6 separate regions of the Zea mays genome follow, and regions 1, 2, 3, 4 and 6 are each linked to region 5. Evidence: chromatin contacts called from public Hi-C data. All regions are on one chromosome and are shown on one strand. Each heading gives the region's core, a stretch centred on a gene start, on an enhancer-like site or on the middle of the called end of the contact. The rest is flanking DNA. Distances are from core to core; before and after follow the strand shown.

What was found. A called contact is a pair of places that touch in the nucleus more often than the background predicts.
Region 1: a contact with region 5 is called in a Hi-C map of leaf, with 4 times the contacts expected there. The contact joins the enhancer-like site here to the promoter of LOC100281162 in region 5. A contact is called at or near these places in 5 of 25 Hi-C or Micro-C datasets (bundle sheath, ear, leaf and 1 more).
Region 2: a contact with region 5 is called in a Hi-C map of tassel, with 2.4 times the contacts expected there. The contact joins the promoter of LOC103646847 here to the promoter of LOC100281162 in region 5. A contact is called at or near these places in 6 of 25 Hi-C or Micro-C datasets (ear, endosperm, leaf and 3 more).
Region 3: a contact with region 5 is called in a Hi-C map of leaf, with 6 times the contacts expected there. The contact joins the enhancer-like site here to the promoter of LOC100281162 in region 5. A contact is called at or near these places in 11 of 25 Hi-C or Micro-C datasets (bundle sheath, ear, endosperm and 3 more) and 1 of 3 datasets of contacts at active chromatin or transcription factors (leaf).
Region 4: a contact with region 5 is called in a Hi-C map of leaf, with 8 times the contacts expected there. The contact joins the enhancer-like site here to the promoter of LOC100281162 in region 5. A contact is called at or near these places in 10 of 25 Hi-C or Micro-C datasets (bundle sheath, ear, endosperm and 3 more).
Region 6: a Hi-C map of bundle sheath shows a contact between it and region 5, with 3 times the contacts expected there. The contact joins the promoter of LOC103646852 here to the promoter of LOC100281162 in region 5. A contact is called at or near these places in 3 of 25 Hi-C or Micro-C datasets (bundle sheath and leaf).

What each region holds. Positions count from the first base shown.
Region 1 is chr2:112,472,814-112,476,035 of Zm-B73-REFERENCE-NAM-5.0, forward strand. No RefSeq gene overlaps it. Among protein-coding and RNA genes, the nearest start is that of LOC103646850, 81 kb to the right of the region's middle. Within about 2 kb of position 1,303, at least 17 of the 20 cell types and tissues checked have an H3K27ac peak or open chromatin away from gene starts, as enhancers often do. A contact at or near this core is called in bundle sheath, ear, leaf and 1 more, where this site is marked.
Region 2 is chr2:112,272,413-112,275,599 of Zm-B73-REFERENCE-NAM-5.0, forward strand. LOC103646847 (ABC transporter B family member 19) reads left to right here and starts at 1,309. Exons shown (of 5, transcript XM_008671487.3): 1 at 1,309-2,514; 2 at 2,613-2,667; 3 at 2,748-2,923; 4 at 3,052-3,187. The coding sequence starts at 1,519.
Region 3 is chr2:113,026,742-113,029,736 of Zm-B73-REFERENCE-NAM-5.0, forward strand. No RefSeq gene overlaps it. Among protein-coding and RNA genes, the nearest start is that of LOC118476345, 58 kb to the right of the region's middle. Within about 2 kb of position 1,405, at least 12 of the 20 cell types and tissues checked have an H3K27ac peak or open chromatin away from gene starts, as enhancers often do. A contact at or near this core is called in ear, leaf and tassel, where this site is marked.
Region 4 is chr2:113,211,497-113,214,793 of Zm-B73-REFERENCE-NAM-5.0, forward strand. No RefSeq gene overlaps it. Among protein-coding and RNA genes, the nearest start is that of LOC103646855, 8.1 kb to the right of the region's middle. Within about 2 kb of position 1,730, at least 16 of the 20 cell types and tissues checked have an H3K27ac peak or open chromatin away from gene starts, as enhancers often do. A contact at or near this core is called in bundle sheath, ear, leaf and 1 more, where this site is marked.
Region 5 is chr2:112,763,756-112,767,013 of Zm-B73-REFERENCE-NAM-5.0, forward strand. It overlaps LOC100281162 (pectate lyase 8), which reads right to left and starts at 1,532. Exons shown (of 6, transcript NM_001154081.2): 1 at 1,220-1,532; 2 at 840-932. The coding sequence starts at 1,365.
Region 6 is chr2:113,091,151-113,094,064 of Zm-B73-REFERENCE-NAM-5.0, forward strand. LOC103646852 (glyoxylate/hydroxypyruvate reductase HPR3) reads right to left here and starts at 1,452. Exons shown (of 1, transcript XM_008671489.4): 1 at 1-1,452. The coding sequence starts at 566.

The DNA of each region.
Region 1 (3,222 bases), core at 53-2,552, 290 kb before region 5:
AGCCGCCATGCTACCATGGGCGAGCCTCGCCAGGCCGCTGCGCTGGCTGTGGTTGCAGGGGAGGGAGAGAGGCATTGAATGGAAGATGTTGTGGGCGGTTTCTCCTCCGACCTGAGCGCGCACAAGCAGATGATGAAGACGCACGATGGAGAAAATAAAATTAACTCCCTGACATGTGGGCCCAAAGCCAGGAGGTGGCGCTGGGGCTGAGCCAGCCGACCATAGCCGACTGGGCCGGGGGCGCGGGATGTGGGCCATGGCGAGGGAGCCGCGGACGCGCACTCGAGCCGGGGAGGGGGTGCGTGGCGCTAGGCCGCAGGTGGGCTGCGCGCGCAGCTGCTGGGCTGGGGATTGGGCGAGGCTAGCGTGGCCACGCGCTGGGGCGAGGGAGCGGCTGCGGGGTGCCAGGCCCGGGAGCGCTGGGCCGCGGTGGAGCGCAGGAGGGGGCTAGGTGGGCTGCGGGGAGGATTGGGAAGGGCTGGTTTCTTTTATTTTTTTCTCTTTTTATTGCTCTTGTTTTCTATCTTCTATTTTATGCTATTTTCTTTTGAATTCAACTTCAAACACAAATTTGCGGACTACGTGAATGCACAACTAGAATAAATCAACATACAAAAAGAAAAGATGATCCAACATGTTGTGCAATAATCATGACCCTTTTAGATATGTTTCCTAAAGTTATAGGTGATTAAACAATAAAACTATATTTCATTAATGTAGGTCATGTGAGAAAATATATAACTAACTACGTTCAGCTTTAATCTAAGTTATTACTTGACTAAAGATCATATTTTAGACAAATTATGATTATAGAGTATTATATTAGCTATATTAGAAAACTAGTCCGATAAACATAAATTAATCGAATTAGTTATCCAATTATAAAAGTATGTGACTTCATACGATCAATGTTGCTACTATGTAGTAAATATTCATACAAAGGTAACGCAATTCAAACAAATCAAATCGGGGTTAAAATGATCAAAATATGATTTTCCCTAAGTTTATTGCACTAATTTTTACTCTAAAAAACATTTTCTAGGGAATTCCTCTATTTTATAATCTACTTTATTTAATTTAAAGTGATCAGGGACGGCGACCATTATTTCCGAGGAGCCTAGGGGTTTGTTTGAAAGAAACTGGACCTGATTTTAATTAGCTTCTAACTGATTCGGACTGCGGGTTTGTTTAGCAAAAACGTAGGGGCTCTTATGCAATTGTCACATGGCCCAAGGGGTATTGGTGAAGATCAGTCGTCCGATCACACACCCGCGGTTGAGATCAGATCTGAACCGGTTCTCAACCTCGCCCGTCCGATCAGATTTGAACCGTCTAGATTTTAATTGACCGACATCAACACGCACCTGTCCGATCTCGTGCCAACGGTTGGGATTCAAAATGTGAGGGGGTACTTTGAGCTCTAATCTCACTTGTCCGCTACCGGATCAATGGTCAGCACAGTATTCTCCTACCACCAGTCGGTAGGGCGCCGACGCCCACACGCCCATGGCGACGATCTCACCGGCGATAGCCAAAATGGCCAGCAGGTGACCTATCTCCCCACCCGAGATGACCTATACAACATATGTATAACGGCGAACACGGTGAGGTGACTTACAGAGCGCGCAGAACGATGGCTGGAGCAGGCCACGATGAGGTGCGGCCCACGGCGACAGAGGGACTCTGGTGAGAAATCACCGGCGCCCCGGTTGACCAACGAAGTCCGAAGTTTCATGCGCACGTTCTAGGGACTCAGGTGAATCACAAGGGTCACTGGGTCAGCCCCCGAGGGCGCAGCACAGAGGGGGTCATTGTTCGCCAGAGGCGGTGCGTTTTCTACCTCAGAAGCTCGATTATGGCGGCTTGCGAATAGCGGTGTGGGTTGAGGGTAGAGATGTCAATGGGGAACCGATACCTGTCAACCCGTGGGGAATTCCCCTATTAGGATACGGATATGGGACAAAAATTGTACCCATGGGTATGAATATGACACAAAATCTCCACCCATTGGGTAAACGGGTATGAGTTTGGGAAGCAATAATCCGAACCCGATTATCCATGGGTATTTCATACGTGTATACCTGTCGTGTTTGTATGAATGAATTGAGGCTGAGCCGGCCCCCAAGCCCAGCACGGCAGCGCACCTGGCCCAGGTCCTAGCCCAATAAGGCAACACGGTAAGACAACTAGCAGACTAGCAAAAAATAAAACTCTAAAATAACCAATCATATGCTACGCCCTGCCCAGACGACGATGACGACCATGGATTCTCGGGCGGCAACGAACTTAGATGGTGACCAAGGAAGGTGAGCAAACTCCATTTCTCCATTTCTTCTATCGGTTCCGAAGTACTTATTTCTTTTCTGATGGATGGATGAATGAATCATGGTTCATAGATGAGTGCTTGCCGATGTGGTGATGTCTGAAATCTAGATTTTTTGTGCTACCTGTTAGTACCTAGTTATCCCTTAATTGAGATGGGGACCCATTGGGGACCCGAAACCCGAATGAGGATAGGTATGAGATGAGTTTTGCACCCATGATGGGTATAGAGATGTGGATGGATCAAATATGATGAGGATGTGTATGAGATGGTATAATCTGATGAGGAATTCCCCATTCACATCTCTAGTTGAGGGAGCTACGACATCCAAGGGCCCGGTTTTATAGAGCTAATGTCGCAGTCTAGGTCGAAGAGAACGACAGATCCCGTGCTTTGCGTGGGTTTGTTCCCGTGTGAACGCAAGGTGGTTCCGTGGTGGGGATAATCCTGACAACATGACCCTATCGATCAGTTTCTGGGCGCGCGGCGAGGAAGGAGTCCGACGCCGCATGGGGACGGAGAGTAATATGCCCCCTTGGGCCCACACGTCGGTGGCACATAGCTTCCAGGCGCACCCGATGACTGCCCTGCCTGAAGGGCCCACCTGTCTGTGGCACAATGTGCAGAATAAGGAGGGAAACGGGGTGGGCCGTGCGGAGAGAAGTGGTACTAGGCCGAGGGGGAGATCTCCATCCTAGTCACCAGTCACCAGTAAAACCTTTTTCCTTTTTATTGTTCTTTTCTATTTATTTTGTTTTGAATTCCTTTCTTTACTATAATTCTTATGCTCCCATAATTTCTAGATTTCAAGTTTGAATCCAAGGCTAACTTTTTTATATTTATTCTTGAGTTTAATGCACATCCAAAACTTCAAGATGAATGCATGAATACACTTTTAT
Region 2 (3,187 bases), core at 59-2,558, 490 kb before region 5:
AGGTGAGATTCAAACTCATGCCCTGATATATGAAGGGCATGAGACACTAGGTGAAGCTGTCTAACCAGTAGAACATCATGTTCAGATGTTTTTAATATTGAATATAAATTGTATATATATGTATATACGTTTTTTAAAATAAAAAAATATAATCGTGTCGGGTCGGGCCAGCACTACGAGTCGAGCCTACAGCCCAAGCACAACACGACATTCTTGGCTCTTGCAAGTGTTAGGTCATTTCGGAGACCACATTGGCGCAATTGACTCCATGGTATTTGAGGTTGCTGAATTGGATGGAGCAACAATGATTTGTCACACTAACAGTAAAATGAAAGGTTATTTGTTGATTTTAAACGTTAGTGATTGCTACGAAGTAGCATAATTTATATGGAGCGCATCCAGTTTTTATTGATGTCTTACTTTAGCAATCACTCCATATTTTGATCTATCTTTTTTATAAATTTGAGTTCATGTGACTTATTTTAGAAACTTGAGCTCACAAACTTTCTCTTATTTGGTCTCTGTATGGTGGATTATGTTATTTTATAATCTCCGCTCGTTCATTCAGTCGTTGTGAACTCTCTTCTAATCGCTCACTTCATCGGTCGTGTTGTACCAATACATATTAGATGGAGTAAACAATAACATCAGTTAGCCAAATCAAAAATATATATGGAGAGCGGAGACAATCAATAAAAATTCTTGATTTTTTGGTGGATAGTTTACATAGGTATTGTTGTAAGCCGTCGCAACGCACAGGCAACCAGCTAGTAAACTTTTAAAAATCACTTAAGACCTATATTAAATGGGGTTATACATGTCTAATCCTGTAAAACGCGAGAACCGCCGGTTTCACAGGCTCTCTAGTATTGGGAAATGGTCATCGGTCACAGGCTCGCATCCATCCACCTAGTGACCTACTCCCGCTGCAGACAGGCGAGGCGACGGAACAAGGTATGTTTCTTGGTCGGAAGCTGTTAAACTTCCCAGTGCAAACCGCCAAGTGCGTGGTCGTCCACAGCCTTTATTTGCCACAGCAAATCCAACTTCATCTTGGTCCCACATGTTCGCAGTTGAAGGAGTACGTGGCACAAGCTCGGTCCAACAGCCTCAGGTACAGCAACAAGGTCACGGTCCCACATTTGGCCACGTAGTACAGCAACAAGGTCCATTTGGCACGCCTGTCCCTTTACAGGTGATAGCTTCCAAATTAAATTGAGGTTGACGGTTCTTGTTATGGAACTCCTCCTGTACAATACAAATATGGAGCCAGCCAATTGACGTCGCTATACGTGGCGATCCCACGAATATTACTACTCCTCCTCCTACTAGTATATAGCTTCGTCGAATCCTAAGGCGCGCGGCCGGCCGTCCGGCCGGAATCGCCGTCCAGTCCAAACCATTTGGAGCTGCACCCGAGGACCGCCTTTTTATCAACGCCACCGTCACCGCCTCTCTGTCTCTGGCCGTCTGGGATACCATACACACGCATGGTTCTGCTGCCCGCGCCTGCATGGTATGGACGACTTCTCCTTCTCCCGCTCCGGCACGCACCAGCCGCCGCCGCGCCGGCAGCAACGTCGCAGCAGCGCCTTCTCCACCCCGGACAACTCCACGTCCTTCGCCGCCACGCCTCGGCGGACGCCGGGGCGCCGGGGCGGCGCCCTCGATGACGCGTCGTGGCAGAGCTCCGTGTCGTGGCAGCCGGCCGACACGTCGTGGGCGCAGCCGCACGGGCTGGGCGCGGCGGTCGGCCCGTGGGCGCCGGCCGGGTCGGACGCCGCGTCGCGCCGCGGGCCGGCGCTGTTCCGCCGCACCGCCAGGGACTACTACCTCTCCAAACGCTCCAGCAGGATGATGATGCACCACCACCGCTCGTCCGCGGCGCAGCAGTCGCGGTCCGTGGCGGCGGCGGCGGCTTCTGCTGCCGGCGGCGGCGGGAAGCGGCTGGAGCTGCAGAGCGTGGTCACGGACGCCAGCCGCGCCCTCGTCGTCGCGCCCAACACCTCCTTCGCCAGCAACGACGACGTCATCATCAGCACCGCCACGGCCGGCCCCGCCGCCAAGGCCGTGGTCAAGTACAGCGACGACACGCACTACGTGTCCCGTGAGGTCTCCTTCTCGCGCGACAACCGCGACAAGCTCTACGTCCCGCCTAGGCGGGGCCGGAACGACGCGCCGCCGAGCTTCGGCTACGACGACGACGCCAGCGCCACGTCCTACAGCCGGAGCCAGCACTACGGCGGGGGTGTCGACGAGGACGACTACGACTTGGATTTAGATTTGGACTTGGACGACGACGACGGCGAGATCGAGGTGAGGGTCGGGAAGCCCGTCAGCCTCGCCGGGCTGTTCAAGTACTCCGCACCACTCGACGTCGTTCTGCTCGTCCTCGGCTGCGTCGGCGCCATGGTCAACGGCGGCTCCCTGCCCTGGTACTCGTACCTCTTCGGGAATTTCATCAACAAGGTCGTCAACACCGATAAGTCGCAGATGATGAAGGACGTCAAGCAGGTTATATTATATTATATATATGCTGCGCTGATGATGGTACTCCTTGCCGCCGGTCATGAGCGTACTGATTTACGTTGCTGTGTTGGGTTTGGATGCAGATCAGCTTCTACATGCTGTTCCTGGCTGCCGCCGTTGTCGTCGGCGCGTATCTTGGTAAGCACCGCGAATGCTCGGTTCTTTGGGAGCTGGCATTCCGTCCTTCCCCTGATGTGATGGTGAGCTCGTGCATGCAGAGATCATGTGCTGGAGGATGATCGGCGAGAGGTCGGCGCTGCGTATGCGGCGTGAGTACCTCAAGGCGGTGCTGAGGCAAGAGGTCGGCTTCTTCGACACGGAGGTGAGCACCGGCGAGGTGATGCAGAGCATCTCCAGCGATGTCGCCCAAATCCAGGACGTCATGGGAGACAAGGTAACATAACAGAGGACGCTGCTGCAGTGCTTGCTTTGCTTGGCACTGAACAGTGAACATAGCTAGTTACTGGACAGGGCATCATGCTAGCTTGGCTGATCAATCTGTCGCCGCGTACGATCTGACAGATGGCAGGATTCGTGCACCATGTCTTCACCTTCATCTTCGGCTACGCGGTGGGCTTCAGCAAGTCGTGGAAGATCGCTCTCGCCGTCTTCGCCGCGACGCCCGTGATGATGTCGTGCGGCCTCGCCTACAAGGCCA
Region 3 (2,995 bases), core at 155-2,654, 260 kb after region 5:
AAAAATTGATGACCAATAGCCTGGCTGAGGCATGGGGGTGGCGGATGTCGACGCGAGGCCACGACAGGGGCGCTGGGCAGGGAGGCAACGATGGGCGTGCACCAACGATGTCGGGGGCCGGGCGGCTAGCGCTAGGTGGAGAGGCAATGTCACATGCGGGGTGACGAACGCTGGATCGGGCGCGTGAGGGACTGGACTAGGAGCAGGGTGAGGAGCCGTACAGACCCAGTTTTTTTAGCTCCGACTTCTCCCCCAATGTGGCTCCAATTTCTGAATGCTCTTTGTTAGGAGCTGTTTTTGGCACCGTTTGGGAGGACGTCTGCCGAAATCGGAGACAGTTTGAGAGCCCTCCTAAACAGGTTCTATATTGCTATTACTGAGCTTTCTGTTGTGAAGCAATTATATATCACCATTCTTATAAATATGGTATTTGATTCAATTTGAGAAATATCTTAGTCCATTATATTCACTTTTTAGCTTTTTGTTTGGTTTGTGAAATGGAATGACTTCATCCATCGTTATCTCATTCCTTAATAGTTAATATACTCGTAAACGAAATAAAATCATTTCGTCAAATTTGAGAAGAAGAAAAAATGATCTCGAGATTGACCGCATCTCACGATTCACCGTCTCATTTAGAACGTATGAAGTCATTTCTCAAATCAAATACCGTATAAGTATGTGTACTGCAACAGAATACGAAGTGCTACATTCCTGACTCCACCATCATATTGGGTCGGGCATGCACAGAAGCATGCTCTCCATATTTCTTCATGAATCTTGGACGCGATTGCATGCATCTTCGATCTTCCCCCACATGCACGGCCACACCACACATGTGTGCTACACGTACACCACCACGTAGTGAAACGGATGCTACCCTCATCGAACATTGTGTGTTGCAAAGGTTTCCATCCTTGTCCTGTGGATCTGCCCATGCATGTGGCTGCAATGCACAGCCTTATCTTGCTGAAATCTGCCCATGAGCCAACAAAACACAAGCTGATGGGGTCAGTCAATATAAATTCCCTTCTTTTTTTTGCCGGAAAATCTAAGCTGGAATTTATCTGTATCACGAAAAATCATAGCACATGATTGTATATATAGTATGATAACGCAAGGGTGAGATCATGACATTACTGTGAGTACTACATGGTTTTCATATGTCTCTCATAATTAGTTGAGAAAAACTTCATGCATGGGCACAACTCTTTACAGCATGTCCTCTAAACATTACCGTTTTCAAGATTTTTAAAATGGAAGCACTTCACGCGTGTTTAAAACCCCTACAAAATTGTAAACGATCCAATATGTAAACCCAGTTTGTTTTTCTTTTCATGAGCATGAGTGAATTAGGGCTGAATGGGCCTCTACATTAAGCCACTCTGAACCTCGTCCAAAAACTTCCGTGTTAAAGCCCATGTTTCAGCCCACCATGGGCTCCTCCCGACAGGCCGAAAGTTGTGTAGCAAGTATAAATAATATTTTTCTTTTTATTCCAAAAGCGTGCAAAACTGTGAACAACTGTAGTACATTGAGACAGATAAATCACAATCACATGACAAGGGAACGAAAAAAATGGTCAGGTTTAGGATTAAGGCCATTTTTGTTTACTATCTAGATTATATAATCTAGATTAAATAAATTGAGATGTAAATAAACAACATAAATTATTAGGTGGATTATATAATTTAGATACCTAGATTATTATGATAATCCATAAGCAGGTCTTATATAATACATAAGCTAGATTATATAATCCTGGAAGGAAATAAACAGTCTCTAAGCATGGTAGGTTTATCTGTACGGCTGATTACACAGCATTACAACAATGTTGCACAAAAGGGCAGGGCATGAAAGAAAAAAGAAAAGGTGTTACACAAGCACAACATGTCTTTTCTGCAAGGTATTTGAGTATTACAGCTCTCTTGATGTTATACGGTCATCTCATTGTAGAGACTACTATCGCTGCAAAGGTGTGGCGGAACCGCCCGAATTATTCCAACTTAAGTGCCTAAGTCCCGCCTTAGAGGCTAGACCACACTTAAATAGTAATAAACCGTCAGTCTCTCGGATCTAGTCCGATAAAGCCACTTAACCAGGATCGAATACCACTAGCTCACTCGAAGATGAGGCACAGAGAAATACAATAAAACATAATACCACAAATTTAATAAGTATCATTAGTGATTACATTATCGGAGTTTCAGAAATAATAACCATAAATTTAATGCAGCGGAAATAACTAACGGAGAAAACCGAGTATGGCAAAGCCTGGCCACGCTACTCCTCCTGGTCCTCTCCTGCGGAAGCAATAACCCACTCGACCATCTATCCCGGTGGCAGGGATGAAGGCCAAGTCACACCATCAACCAATCATCCTAAGGAGTACCTGCAAAAATTGTGCCACAAGCAAGGTTGAGTATACTAATACTCAGCTAGACTTACCCGGTGTGAGGAGTCTACTCCTCTACCTCTAAACATGCAGTTGTTTGGCCGAGGGGTTTGGTTTGCCAAAAGCACTAGTTGAGTCTAAAATCAAGTTTTAGCTTTTCAAGTTATAGTATGATCCTCTTTACTAGATGTGCACCTAGCTATTCATACATGGTATCAAACATTTTATCAATCAACATCTTTTGCCAGTAATCTCATTTCCACTTATTACTCAATGCAGTACAATGGATCAAGCAGTCTCATTAGCTGCGAGAAGCAGACGATTCGAATCGAGTTTTTATCCTTGCAAGGTAAACCTAAACACACGACGTGGCGAGGCACTCCGTCCCCACACACATCAACCGTCCCCATCGATTCCCCGTCAGCAGATCAGGGCTCACCGCCTTGGCGTACAATGCCTCACTGACCCCGACTGCCGTCGTGCAGTGACCGCACTTGTACCCATCGTAACCGGAATGGGAGACCACGTCTCAGGTCACGTGAGGGGATATGTCCACTTCCAGGTTCACTCAGGTACTAGGCTTACCAATTTACCATATTT
Region 4 (3,297 bases), core at 480-2,979, 450 kb after region 5:
GTGAGGCTGTGAGACAGCAAGAGTGAGCTCACATACGTTTATCGCTCAACAAGTTGTGGGGAATAATGTACATGAACTCGCCAAAGGTGGGAGCTAATGTGAAGTGTAAGGCTTACCAAAGAGGATGGTTGAAGCTGAGCATTACTTTTAAAGTTGGTCAAAATTTTATTAGCAATTACTAAGTATAAGTAAATACCAACCCAATTAAGTAGTAGAACAAAAGTAATAACAACACCCGCAATGCAATGCATATGACAAATTGAATTTAGTTCCATAAATTAGTTGCTCATGACCGTGAGCACGGCTAGTATAACAGTTTTACACTCTGCAGAGGTTGCACATCTTTACCCACAAGTCATGTTGCCCATCTGCCAAGAGACTGCCAATCCCAAACACCTCTACCGAGGAGGCGAGGCAGGGTAACACTACGAGGCCTTTACAAAGTTCCACTAGCTTCAGAAAATTCGCTACAGTTTATAGGAAGCTCCAATGCAGGGACCCTCGTCTGACCGCCATCGCAGCAAAATCAACTCAAGGACCTCCCTACACTGACTACTCCCCTACCGCCCTTGCCCCTTTCGGGTAAGGTAGTCCTCCACTAGCTTTCCAAATTAGTCAGCCAAGGGCGTCCCATACCACCCTTGTGGTAGCACTGTTTTCTCGAGTGGTCTCCATGTTCTAATTAACATAATGATCTTAACATGAATAGTAAATAACAACTGATAAAAGTATAATCATGAATAATATGTATCTCTATATCCAAAACCACATAAAGCAATAGTAGGTACTACCCAAAAATTCAGTGGTAAACAAGGTATAAAGATAGTCAAAATAGGGTAATCTATTGGGTCCCATCAAAATTAACCTATGCAGATCATTATGATTAATCAGAACATGGCTGGGTAAAAAGAAGTGATCAAGGGCACAACTTTCCTAGGACTTGAGATTCCAGGTACCAATTTGCTCTTCAGGTGACTCGTGACCTCACTACTAAACGTAGCAATACAAACAAACATGGTATACACAAAATTAACATCACACCAAACGTAAGAGTAAACTGCGTAATAATATTCTACGCGTCGTAACGAGATCGTGGGTTCGAGAACTAGTAAGATCGGAGTTACAGTTAAGAAGATATGGTTTTACCGGGTTCGAAGTGATTAATCAATAAAACTATATATTATGGTGATTAAGATAAATCATGTGAGAAAGGATGTAACTAACTCAACTTTTAATCTTAGTTACAACAAAATCATATTCTAGTAGATGATCATAATTAAAATCCTATATTAACTCAGATTAAACATGTTAATTCAATAACCATAGGTTGGACAAATTAATTAATTATTTTCGAGAACATGTTACATGGTAAAATAATGTTATTGTGGTGTAGGCAATATTAATACGAGTCCAACGCAATTTGAACGGGTCGAATTGGAGTAGAAACGGAGAGGATATGAATTTCCTAAGATTTTATACTTATTTTTACACTATAAGCCATTTTCTAGATCTATTTAATGTTTTCTGGACTGGTATTACTATTTCCAGGAGGACAGGGTTCGTTTTATAAAATTTTGGGACTCAGTTCTAAGTGTTTCCCCCCGATGCGGATGGCGGGTTGAATAACATAAACTTCAGGGTCTCTTTAGTAAGTTCACCACGGTCGAAGGGGTACGCTTCGACCAGAACCGTCCAATCCATCACCCACGCACCAGATTAAAAGCTCATTACATCGATTCGGTGCATAACGCAGAGCCTTGGATCTAGATCCAACGGCCAAAACACCCCCATCTCCCAGACCCAACCAGATCCGCTAGATTCCAGACTGGTGGTTTGGATTTAATATGACGAAGGGTTATCCTAGGATCTAATCAGGGTCGTCCAATTCAGATCTTGCGGCCACGGCATCGTCTTCTTCCGTTTCCGGCCGAAGGCACCAGCGGCCAAAGGCTAGCCACGACGGCGCCATGGCCGGTGAGGCCATGCCGAGCCACAGGTCCACGGATTCGATGTCTATTACTGCTACAACACGCGGAGAACATGAAGAGCATGAGGGAGCATGACATACTGGTGTCTGGCACGTGGATTATTCCTCCCCGCGGCGCACAGGTGCACGGCCAACAACACCAGATCATCGGCAAGCAAACGTCCGGCAAACCAGGCCTTTCCATGCCTGTCACTGCCACTACCATGGTCAGGACGCACATGTGATTCGCCCCAGTCACCACCTGCCATCAGATCGGCCGAGCGGACCAGAAGCATTGACGGCTCCAAGAGCATCCATGGCGATACCTGGCCAATCCCTCAACATGAGCCGGTGCTCACTTTCTGCATGGCGACAGCAGTAATTTCCTTGTGATGGATTCAGCTCGGAGCGCAGGGTCTTCGGCCAGCTTGAGATCCTTGGTGGCGCTCTATATCTCTCTTTCTCTCTCCTCCGTTGACGCACGCCTGACGTCTGGCAACGCGCCGATGGCGAATTGATGGACAGCCCCCCGGTGGTGAACACTGTAGCTTCTCTCTCGGTAGCGGGCTTGGGATTGGCCAAGGGTGCTGTGGTCTATACTTATAAACGAAACAATAAGGCACCAGGATGCACGGCTGGCAGACCGGTTGTTAAGGAAAGTAGCGAAAAATCCCAACAAACCTGGTGAGGGAGATGATTCTGGCACCGCGGTCCCACTTGCCAGAGTGCTGGAGACGAGATACCGGCAGCATAACTGGATGCCCCAAGGGTCCCGTTTGTCAGTGTGTGAGGACGGCTGGAGTCGACAGGGATCGGCTTGTACGGGCGAGTGGGCTGGCAAGGGAAAGGAGGTAGTTGAGCCGCCAGTCGCGCGGTTAACTAGGCCAAAGTTGGCCCAAACGCAGGTACCCATTTTTTTTATTTATTTTTGGTTTCTCATTTCTAGATTCAAATTCAATTCAAATCTGTTTTGACTTTTGCACTCACACATCGATGCACAACAAAAAGAACTCAGCATGAATGCAATCCATAATTTTGTTTTACTTATTTATTATTCTTATCTCTTAAAATGCTTCAATCGTATAATAAATTCACCTCATTAAATAATTAAATTTCTTCTTCATTTAATTTCTAATTTATTTTTTTAACTTAAACTTGTCTCGCGAATTTAAACACTAATGCACAAATACAAGAACCCCCAGCATGAAATGCATATTTATGTATTTATTTATTTGTTATTTGACTGTTTTACTTCCCTTAAGCGAGTATGCACAAAGTAAAGGAAATCAAATAATTTCCCAAAACACTTTTATAAATACATGTATTTATTT
Region 5 (3,258 bases), core at 282-2,781:
CGCACACACACACAGAGCGTCGCTTTGCGCACGCGAGACCGTACCCAAGGCTGCGCTGCACTGCAGCTTATCCAATCGAATTTTCTTTTGCGGACTTCTCTTTTCTTTTTTGGTAGCCAAAAGCGCAAGACCAAATGAGTGCCTCCTCTGCTCTACGCCTCTACTGGGTGTGCATTTGCCGGGGACGCCGAGGGACACGCCGCGATCCCGCTTGCTTCCTCGGCCAGCTTTTCCGCGGCTTCTTGTCCGCCCCTTGTCCTCCCCAAATCTTTACCCCTACTTTACCGTGGCCGGTGCAGGACTGCAGGGACGGCACCGGCACCTGCACGTCGGGGTTTTGGTTGCAGCAAATTACGAGACGGCCTCTCACTATCTACTACCTCTACCTGCCACTGTAACGAACTCGGCAACGGAAAGCAAGGGGGAGAGCATCTCCCCCGACCCGCTCTGCGCTTCTGCAGTCTGCTGCACACGGCTCTAATCCGAAATTGAAACAACAACAAAAAGTCCCCCGGCCAGCCCCAAATTACGAATTCCGCTTGTTACCGCGCACCACCAACGTCCCCCCCTCCTAAAACACAAGAACAGAGTTTGGGGCCGGAAATGTTTTGAAGCAACGTCCCTCCTAGAACACGAGAAGATTGTTGGCGGAACGGAGCAGCTGCTAGTGCTGGCCCCGGGGATCTAAACGGGGGACCGAACCTAAACCAAAAAGGAGAGGATTGGACGGCCCAGATCGCGAGCGCATGGGCCGACGCACCGGATCCGTCCCACCTGGCAGACATCAATCACAGGCGCGAAGGAGGAAGCAGAGGACGGAATTGGTGGATCGCGCTCACCTCGTCGTCGTCGTCGCCGCCACCGGCGCCGGCCAGGAGGAGTCCCGCAGCCACCGCCTCGCGCCGCCCGCCGCCACGGCCGTGCTCCTGTGCCTGCGACGCATGTGGTGAGCCGGTTAGGACTTGGTACAGTCGCAGGCGGTGCCGCGCGGGCGTCAGGGTCGGGGCAGATGGAAAGCAATTTCGGAAACGGAGAGCCGCTGCGAGGCGGAGACCGGGTGCCTCGGTTACTAGGTGTCGGTAGCAGAGCGAAGTGGCTAAAACCGTAGCAAAATTCCCAAGCAAAGTTGAACGAAACAGAGGCAGCCGAAAACCCCAAGCAAGCAGAGCCCGCGGGCGCGACCACATTACACAGCTTGGAGGGAGAGCACTTGACTCACCGGAGGCCGTCGAGGACCCTCACCCGCGCGCCAGGGAGCACCGCGCTGCCGGCGACCACCACGAGCACGAGGAACGCCGCCGCGGCGGCGGCGGCGGCGAGCCCCGCCGTCCTGGTCCTCGCCGCGGAACAGTCTGCCTCTGCCATGACCCACCCCGCTCCTCGCCCCTCGAGCGCCGCACACCCTCTCAAACTGCGTGCGTGGGTGCGCGCGCGGAGAGAGAGAGAGAGAGAGAGAGAGAGGGAGAAAGCAAGGGACGAGTGCTGGGCGCGGGGCGGAGGCGGAGGCGGAGGACGGTGGTGGAAGCGAGGAGGAAGAGCTTTGAGCGCCGCGCCGATTTATACCAGTGCCGCCCCTCCGGCCTCGAGCCCCTGACCAGCCGTACCCACATTGCCCCTCCAGATCACTGGATTCCCAGACAGGTCCCCGCGACCGCGAGTGCAAGGACCTAGACGCAAATGCAGGAAACTGTATGGAGGCTTACACGGTTTTCTGTGCCTTCCGAAATCTGCAGTCGCGCCAACTAATTGCGGGGGTTAGGATGGGATTAGGAGGATGGTACGTGCATTACGTACAGTCCAGCAAAGTCAGACGGTACTGGGGCTTCCACCAAACTGGCGTTGCCGCCTTGCGGGCGTCATAAATAACACACGGACTCATTTCCAGTTTCCGCTCTTGTTTTTTTTCCGCTCTTGTTTTTTTTGGACTCGTTGATGCCCATGTATGATGTATCTATCTAAGAGCTTCTCCAAGAGACCGGCTAAATAACTCGTCAAACCAAATTTTGGCTACTCAACAACAAAATAACTCTCCAACAGACTACTATCTAAGAGCATCTCCAAGAGACTAGCTAAATAACTCGTCAAACCAAACTTTAGCTACTCAACAACAAAATAACTCTGCAACAGACTAGCTATCTGATTCGTCAAGCTATTCGGCTCTCCAAATTGGCTCTTTCACTAGCCAAATTTGGCTAGCTACCTGACTAGCCAAACTAGATAGATAGTCTGTTGGAATGAGATGTTATATATAAAGTGTAATATTTATAAAAAGGTAAATAGATAGTTAAATAGAGAGCTAAAAATGTAGAGTCTCTTGGAGATGCTCTAAAGGATGTTTGTTTTTGGATTATAATCTACCAAGACTATATAATCCAACAACTTTTGAAATGAGCGTTAGATTAAAGGATATTGCATTTATATAATCTGGACATATTATAATCTTAAACAAACACTCCGACACAGTTTAAATTATACATCAATATGCTTGCATTAAAATGGATACATGAACTTTGATACAAGTCTTAAACACTATGTGTGAGATCGGTCAGTCACACTAGTGTCAGTAACGCTGACTACTAGTCAGCAGGATAACCATTGGGGAGAGAAAAAAGCACCCGCTAAAAAACGAGCACCAGTGCATTTGTTCTTAAAGGAGAGAGAAAAAGGCAATTCGTGAATATTGGCGCTGTTTGTGGTGCAGAACTGCAGATTATGGCCTAGGCTCCCCAACGCCAGCCGGCTCGCGTGGCGCACCCGGGCCGGTCAGCGGGCGGCTGGTGCATCCAACGGTAGGGTAAACGAAACGAGCATTGGCGGCGTAACGGAAGGGAACGGAACGGAATCTCGAGAGACCCGGTGAAAGCGGTGGTCCGTTTTGGTGTGGGGCAGCGGGAAGGGCCTCCTCCGAAGAAGAAGCATCCGAAGGACCAGCGGCCAGTTAACCAGAAGCGGGCCGCCGTGGCTTTACGCTGGGCTGGCTGGCTGGCAGGCGGGTCCGGACGTCCGGTCTGCCGTCGGTCGGTGCCTCTGGTTGACGTGTCTGCGCTTGGTTTCTTCTTCATATATCATCAGTTCATATCTTCTTGTGCATTTTCATTAGCAGATTTTATAGTATTCTTTTACACAATAATAGATGGTCGATGGCAGCAGAGGAGGGGGCAACCGGGCAAGCAAGGCCACGGCGCGGCAGCCCGGGCCGGGGGCACTGGTGTGCTACTAGCTAGTAGTGTGAACAGAACAGCCGTCGTCGTGCACGTC
Region 6 (2,914 bases), core at 202-2,701, 330 kb after region 5:
CAGACGGTGCAGCCGAGAGCCTGGAGCCTCTTTGCGATCTGCGAGCCGATGTTCCCCAAGCCAACGACGCCCACACGCCTGCCACCGACCTTGGAGCCGAGTGGGTGGTCACCCTGCACCGGCCAGAGGCCGCGGCGGACGAACCGCTCGGCGGCCGACACGCGGCGGAGCACGTCGATGAGCAGGCCGACGGCGTGGTCGGCGACGTCGGCCGAGAACACGCTGCCGGAGTTGGCGACGGCCACGCCGCGGCGCGCGCACTCGCCGAGGTCGATGAAGTCCACGCCCGCCGCCAGGGACAAGACGCAGCGGAGCGACGGCACGGCGTCGAGGAACGCGGCGTCCACGCGGGCCGGGCCCGCGCCCACCACGACGGCGGCGCGAGGGGGCTCCGGAGCGGCCGCCGCCGCGGCGAGGAAGGCTGGCAGCGGCTCACCTGAGGAGGGGGAGGCGAAGAAGTCGAGGACGCGGAAGCGCGACCGCAGAGCGGCGTGGAAGGACTCGTCCACGTGGGGGACGAGGAGGAGGACGACCTTCGGAGCCGCGGGCTCGCCGCCTGACGCCATCGTGCCGGCCGGCGGAGGGAGAGGAGGCCGTGCGTAGTTGTTGAGACTTTGCGAGTGATTAGGACCTCTAACCTCTTTCAGGTGGAAGGTAGTTTTCTTGTGCAGGGGCCGACTTCCATCCACTTGCAGTGTCACTGTTCAGAAGCAGCGAGATGAGCCCTCAGCATCCTTTGACTTCGCGACGCCGGTGATGCATGTGTTTTATATTCGTCCATCTGAATATAGACATAAAACGACTACCACTCTTTAAATATGTCACTGTGGTTTCTTCTTGAATTATAGCTTCTCTAGCTGATATGCACAACCAAAAGAGTGGATAGAGATGCCACTTTGCTCCTCCGGCAATTTCAAATTCAGCTTCAGCAAGTCATTCAGGTTCAGCTTTTGCAAGTGGATTTGGCTCCTACTAGTGTGCCTGAGACATGGTACTAGTTGTTCAGGTTCAGCTTCAGCAAGTTGTTCAGGTTCATCTTCAGCATGTTGCTAGTGTGTCTGCGTGTGTTTTTTAAATCATGTATGTATCTGGCTCCTGCTGCAGTCTGCCTGAGACCTGGCACAGGTTACTTGTTTTTTTTAAACTTCCCAGTTTCAACTTTGGCTTAAATATTTACTTTCTTGCAGGCTACATCCTGCCTGATACAAGATGCTGAAAGAATGTTATGTGCCCTAGACATTCTGCTTTCCAGGCAGGAAGTTCTAGCTACCTGCCGTAACTCGTTAGCATATAGATGTCAAGGTCAAGGCAAGGCAAGTAAATTAGTTGAACGGTGACAAGATGCTAATAAATTAGTTGCAACATGATCAGATGTTGTTGGATGTACATGCAATGGAAGGAAAGCGAGTAGTAATGCCGACGAGGAAAAATGGTGACGATGCGAATGACGTTGTTTAGGTTTGCCGTGAAACACGTAGGCTGTTTCAAATTTTTGGGAATCGGATATCAGCATTCTAATGCGGGTTAAGATTTTTTTGGACGAAATTATTCTAGCAACAACCCCAATAAGAGGTTTTTTGAAGAATATTTTAGTTTCATTTTAGAGTTGCGACGATTCTTTGAGCATCACAACATCCAAATATCCGGTGTGACAAGGACTCAAATTTTTGCTTGTGGATCCAAACAGCCCATGAAAGTAACGGGGCATCACATGTGTCCAACGATGTCCCTGTCGGTTCCTGTGCGTAGGAGGAAAAGGGATCTCTCTATGTAAGGGAACCACTATGTTCTCCTTATTTTTAATTGCTCTGGTATTAATCACATTTAAGATTCGCAACTTGATAAAAATATGTATTAAAATTTCAAAAATGATAAATACATGATAATTAGTAGAGTTATAGTTGTAGTGTATAGAGAGAATGATCGAAGAAAGACCGACTATATGGAGAGAATCTTTTAAAGAGTGATTGTCAAATATATTAGAAAGTACAAATAAGGAAAGATGCATCGTGTTTCGAGTGAGCATCGACAAGTAAAATTATGATGCACGTTTTAGGCCCAAATGGTGTGCGAGGTGGACACAAGAGTTATACTGGTCCAAACAGAATGTACCTACTCCAGTCTTTGGTGGCTTGTGCTACCGACACCAAATTTCTCATAGCAAGGGGTTACAAGCAGGCGAGAGATGGAAGAGTTCTCAAGTCTCTATTTGAGTACGTGAGTTGGTCATGGTTGTGTGTCCTTAGATGGAGTTTTATGAGATCATCTTCTCCCTCGTCTGTCGTCTTTCTCTCTGGCTGAAGCTGACCCTTCCTTTTAAAGTTTAAGAAAGGAGCCTCTTACAAGGGTCTCCCCCGCGAGCGAGTACATAAGAAGGTAAAAAAGAGGTCTGTTATCGGTAAAAATGTGTTGCGCTCTAGTACTCCGTCTCGTACTTGCTGACTTACTTCAGGCTGAGGCACCACCCCTTTGCTTACATGAGTATAATATTTTGTACCCTAAAAGTACCCGCTCTTGACTAGGGTGTACCTCGTAGTGGTGGCATAGCACCGCTTGTAACGACGACGTAAGCCACTAGGATGGGTTGACTTTAGGGTGGTTTTATTCGTACCCTCAGCTTTTGTTGACCGTCATACATCCTAGTCTGCCTAGCAGGTTTTCCTCCTCTCTCCATGCAAGAGTCGTAAGCTCTATAGTGGACCTAGATTCAAAGGAGCATGGGGCCTGGCTGGAGGAAGGATGGCACCCATCCTTGCGATATCGTGTGGGATGGGGCAACCGTGGAATAGATACGGGGCGATAGTATGATCAATTGACTCGACTTTGTGGGTCCTTGTCTATCTCGACTGACTCCATCTGTTTGTATCCATATCACCCAACACTGGGGGTCGTCCCGAGGTTCGCCCCTCTAGTG